Regions from separate parts of the Sus scrofa genome. Here region 1 is linked to region 2. Evidence: chromatin contacts called from public HiChIP or PLAC-seq data. All regions are on one chromosome and are shown on one strand. The core of a region is the stretch at or near the end of the contact, and the rest is flanking DNA. Distances in the headings are between cores, read along the strand shown.

Region 1 (2,700 bases), core at 41-2,540, 250 kb before region 2:
ACATCCGTGAAACCAGCCTCCCTCACAATCTGTGCCATAGACAAATCTATTACCTCCAAACATTTCCTCCCCCTGCCCTTTATTTACTATTATTGTGTGTGTGTGAGGGATAAGGACACTTCAGACATACCCTCTAAGCAAACGTGTAAGTACACAATACAGTATTGTTAAGTCTCTGCCCCCTGCTGCACAGTAGCGCTCTAGGCCTTGTTTCTCTTGCATTACCCAAACTCTGTAGCCTTTGACGGATACCTCTCGACTTCCCCACCCCCTTTCCCTACGATTGTCTTCATAGTACTTTGTTCCCTTGGCAGCTGATTCAGATCTCTCAGTCTTTATAGGGCTGGGTAGTTGATCACACCTTGATTTGAATGGCTAGCAGCTGAAGGTCACAAGTGCGACTTGCAAGGATTTCTCTGAGTAGGTCAGTCTGTTTTGTCTGTGTGCCCAACCCTATGGCAAGTGCTGTGGGAATTGGAGAGACTTGTACCTGGGATTTTTATACTTCCGGTGCACAGAACGCTCCCCACTGACAGGATCTCATTTCATCCTCACCGTCAGCATGGGAGGTGGGAGGTAGGCATTCTTTTGATCCTCATTTGACATACCTGCACCCAGGAATTCATGGTGCTTAAATGACTTAATGAGATAATAGCAAGAGATTATTCTAAAGGCCACTGAGAAGTTTCCATCGTGGCACAGCAGAAAAGAGTCCAACTAGGAACCATGAGGTTGGAGGTTCAATCCCTGGCCTTGCTCAGTGGGTTAAGGATCCAGCATTGCCATGAGCTGTGGTGTAGGTCGCAGATGTGGCTTGGATCTGGTGTTGCTGTGGTGTAGACTGGCAGATGTAGCTCTGATTCAACCCCTAGCCTGGGAACCTCCATATGCTACAGGTACGGCCCTAAGAAAAAAAAGTAATAATAATAAGTAAGAAAAAAAATAAAGGCCACTGAAATGCACAGTGGTTGCTCTGAGGTCCTTTTCAGGACTAGAGAGTAATGCATAGGGAAGGCTGCCAATATATACCCTAACAACTCCGTCAATCCCAGCTTTCGAGCTGCGCAGGCCATACCTTTGGCTCTGAGAGGCTTTTTTTCATCTCTGAAAATTAAGCCGAGAGGGTCAATGAAGCAGCAGCTCAGAGTATGGGAGCTCTAGCCAGTGTTTTTCAGGAACTACTTTTTTTTTTTTTTTTTTTTTTTGGTCTTTTTAGGGCCACACCCATGTCATATGTAAATTCCAGGCTGGGGGTGGAATCACAGCTGTAGCCAAAGGCCTACCCCTCGACCACAGCAACACCAGATCCAAGCCGCATCTGCAACCTACACCACAGCTCACGGCAACGCTGGAGCCTTAACCCACTGAGTGACGTCAGAGAATGAACCCACATCCTCTTGGATACTAGTTGGGTTCCTTACCACTGAGCCACAAGGAAACTCCCAATTAGAGAAAAACTTCTGTTTTTAGATCCAGAAAGATTGTTCAAAATAAAACTCAAGACAACAGTGAGCACATTTACAGCTGGATATGTAAGTCCTTACCTCACAGCAAGATAAGAGGCAGCCATAGCCTAAGCCCATCTTTTCAGGACTTGTAAAACTGTGAGCAGACTAGAGATTTGAGCCACATGTGCACCCACCGAGTCCCTTCACATGTAGCCCAAATGCACTGTGATCTGGGGCTCAGACTGACTGCACAATAAGGACATTAGTGACTTGAACTTCACTTTGAGTTTAGGGTCCCTTGAGCTTTTCTTGGATTGGAGAAATGATCAGCCAATCAACTATTTAGTGTAAATAAAACTTCAATGTGATAAACTTTAAGAGACTCATTGGACTCAAGTAACTGACAAACCAGCTACTCTCAAGGACTTTAAAGCACAAAAGTTGAAGGTAGTTGTTGCTAATTAAATTTAATCCCATAAAACTGCAGCCCACCTAATCCTTGGGGCAGGGCGCAGATCTCTCACAAGGGCCTTATCTTAATAAATCTACTTCTTGCCTATCAAAAAAAAACCTTTAATCCAACCTGTTCATTAAAAATACACGTGATAGAATGGGCACAACATTGTAAATCAACTATACTTTAATGTAAGAAAATAAAAATAAATATATATATACTTGACCACATTCCCTTGTAGAAGACACCTTGATAACCAAATATCTGGAAAAGCTGAGGTTTTTCTCCATTAGCCTAGGTAAGTTTGCCCTAAGTAAATATGCATTGTCATCAGAATACAAGGATGGAATCACACAGCAGGAAGAATAAAATGGGTCATTAGAGGTAAAACGAGATTTTAAACTGATCTTCGAAATTGTAAAACCAACAAAGCAAAAACAAACAGAGCTCGGTGGAAATGAATGGCCGGCCACTCAATGGGGCAGAAAGGGACTAAATCCTCAAAGTGACAAATTAATGTTTCCACCGTAAGTTCTTCTCACCCCTCCCAGCCACCCCCACTCTCACGGCCCCCCACCCCCACCCCATACAATCCTCTTCAAACTCTGCAACATCAATTGGGGAACAAATAGGTCCTCCCCAGGCCCAGACCAGAGACCAGATTTATTTTGTTTTATTTGTTTGGAGTATTGATATGGTGTATTACATTAATTGATTAATTGATTTTAGGTGTTAAACTAACCTTATATTCCTGGGATAAACTCACTTTGTTATGGTGTATAATCTTCTTTATATGTT
Region 2 (2,700 bases), core at 4-2,503:
AGGTCTGCAGAGGAGCCCACAGCCTGCCTGCCCTTGAGGATGAGCTCCCCAAGTACCCGAGGCCAGTGGGCCGTGCTCATGATGTGTCTGTGGTTATCCACAGACCCGCCCCCGCCCAGCATGGCAGGGGAGCAAGGGCTAGGCCCATCCAACTTCCTGCACAGAGGCTCCAGGCCTGGAAGGCCTCAGCAGATCGGGTGGGTTGAGGGTCAGCAGGCAGAGCTGGGGCCTAGCAACAGGGCTGACAGGGGAGCTCTGTGCTGGATTTTTCTCTCTTGGCCCCTTCTCACTCCCCTGGCCCTGGGCAGCTCTGGTGAGAAAGGGGGCCCTAGGTCTTTCTGTGTTCCTCCACTGTGCCCCACCCCCGCTGGCCACTGTGGACAGTCCCCTGCTTGCTTTGGGGAAGATGAGACGAGCAGGAGGAGGCACTGAGATGTGCAGGGGGGCTTGGCACCAGTCAGGTCCAGAGAGGATTGTGTCTGTCTCTGTTCCCCGCACAGTGACTTGCTCGGGGTAAGAGCTGAGTAGGAGGCCAGGCCTGTGCACGTGGGCGCTAAGTGTCTAAGTGTCGCATCCCAGTTCCGAACCGTCTCTACGATTCCTTGGCAGACCCACCCTCTCTGGAACCCTGCTCCTTTAGGTCTGAGCCTGTGATATGTCAGGGCTCAGATGGAGCCTCTTTTCCCTTTGTGGGATATAAAGAACTAAAGTGTAATGGGGAGCAGTCCCGGGATGCTAGAAAACGGGTTTTTCCCTTTCTCTTTTATTCCTAGGAAGTTGATAGTTTTTCTTTCTACATTCTGGCGCGCTTGTTCAACTTGAAACAAAATGCCATGAAAGCTTCTAAGTTTTTGCCCTGGACTTACCATACAGGGTAAGAAATCATATTCTAAGATTTGAAAAGCTTAAGTTGAGGCGGCTGTGTGATTTTGGCAGTGTTTCTCTACGCGAAATCCCCGGGCCTGGTGCCAGCCTCTACCTCCCTCGTCATGGCTGGCAGGTTTGCTGGAGTGGAGGGCAGATGGCGAGGGCCTGCCTGGTGCCAAAGCTCAGGCCCCAAGAATCTGCAGCAGCTTCAAAAACAGGGACATAGGGAAGATGACTGCACATGAGGAGGTCTGCCCTTGTGTTCCTCTTTTTTCTTTGAATCCAAAGTATGCTGGGAGAAGAAAAGCTAGCGATCACAATGTATGTGAGTCAGCACCAGGGGTGGGTGAGGCTTGGGGACAGGGACTCACTGAGTCATGGGCATTGCAGCTGTGAACATCCTCCACTTAACTGCCTCATTTATGGAGAAGCCACAGAGGCCCTGGAAGAGCAAAGGACCCACTCAGGGACTCACAGCTGATTGGGGTGCTGGAAGAGGAGCAGGATCCTGGACCCCCAGTCCACTGCTCCTGGGTGATTCCTGGGGTCCGCTGACTTCCTGCTCCTTCCTGGGGCCCCCAAGCGCACTACTGGGTCTGGGTTCGGGAGGCTGCCCTCTCCTGTTCTTGCAGCCTTTGACCTCCAGGCACCACCCCCCATTCTCCCTCTAGCCGGAGCTCCAGGGCAATAGGATGCCAGGGCTCTGGGTCCCAGAGTGTCTCTGTCTTGTACCTTCTGGGGCAGAGCGGCCAGCATCCTTGTCCTCCTGTACCTCCTCTCCGTCCACCAGCTTCCCGGGTCCCGTGATAGTTTGGCACAGCTGCAGGCCATCTGGGCTGCCACTCTCCTGAGCTGCACAGAAAGGCTGGTGAAGAGCAGCCCTGCGAGGTTCACAGCAGGAACAGTAGTGTCTGCTCCCCAGAGGGGCTGGGAAGACCCAGGGGCCTCCACTCTTTTCCTGCCCTAAGTGCCTTTCTGGCATTTATTTCCTTTTTTTTTCCTTTTTCTTTTTTTTTTTTTTTTTTTTCCCCTCCCTTCCTTTCTTAGAGCAGTGTCTCAAAATCTGAGGCCGTGCCTGCAGGTCTGCAAGGGAATGGTGGACCTTGGGCTTAAAAAATTTAATAAAACAACTCTAGTTCTGGGAAGGAAAAGAAACAATTTAAGGTGTTGATAAATGCTTGGCAGAGCTCTTTTCCTCTTTTCAGAGCTGATCCCGCAGATTAGGGTTTTGGCCCAGGGCTTATTACTTAACAACCCGTACAAGCAGGCAGAAATGTAAATGACGCTTTCTTTTCTTTTCTTCTGCTGAAAAGGGGGCTCTGACCTTGGAATAGGAGCCTTTCCTTGAAGCACTGACATCTTTCCAGCCAGAGAGGGCTTTTTCCCCCTATTTCCTTTGTTCAAGGAGATTGAAGTCAGGCTTTTTACTTACCTTTCCCAGGGGGTTCCACACCTCCCAGCCTCAACTCTCGCAGTGTTAACAGTACATTTACAAACCTGTGTTGTTCCTCCTGATTGATTCTCATATATATTTGTCACATGTCTTCCAAGGAATGTCACCGGGCAACACTTTGCTCACATGGTTTGGATTACTGTTGTACCCAATGGAACAAAGCTTCATTTGTTTAAAAATATGTAATAGTTAAGGTTTAATGGTCAGTGCTTCCCTATATATCTTCATAGAGAAGTGTGACTGGCTTATGGGGGAGCAATACCAGGGAGGTGAAAGATGGCTCTTTAAATCTTGAGTTTTGAAAAGATGACTACATGGAGTTAGACCTATGTTAATTTTTCCCGAGGCTGGACGGTGCATCTGAATGTCCCGGGAAGCAC

The links. HiChIP or PLAC-seq counts read pairs in DNA pulled down with a chosen protein or histone mark.
Region 1: an H3K27ac HiChIP or PLAC-seq map of alveolar macrophages shows a contact between it and region 2. The contact joins two enhancer-like sites. A contact is called at or near these places in 1 of 47 Hi-C or Micro-C datasets (heart right ventricle) and 2 of 2 datasets of contacts at active chromatin or transcription factors (alveolar macrophages and skeletal muscle).

The regions. Positions count from the first base shown.
Region 1 is chr2:87,628,926-87,631,625 of Sscrofa11.1, reverse strand. All of the region lies in intron 6 of ARSB (arylsulfatase B), which reads left to right. Among named protein-coding and RNA genes, the nearest start is that of LHFPL2, 130 kb to the right of the region's middle. Within about 2 kb of position 1,290, at least 3 of the 83 cell types and tissues checked have an H3K27ac peak or open chromatin away from gene starts, as enhancers often do. A contact at or near this core is called in alveolar macrophages, where this site is marked.
Region 2 is chr2:87,379,669-87,382,368 of Sscrofa11.1, reverse strand. The region is part of intron 3 of LHFPL2 (lipoma HMGIC fusion partner-like 2); the gene reads left to right. Among named protein-coding and RNA genes, the nearest start is that of LHFPL2, 120 kb to the left of the region's middle. Within about 2 kb of position 1,253, at least 30 of the 83 cell types and tissues checked have an H3K27ac peak or open chromatin away from gene starts, as enhancers often do. A contact at or near this core is called in alveolar macrophages, where this site is marked.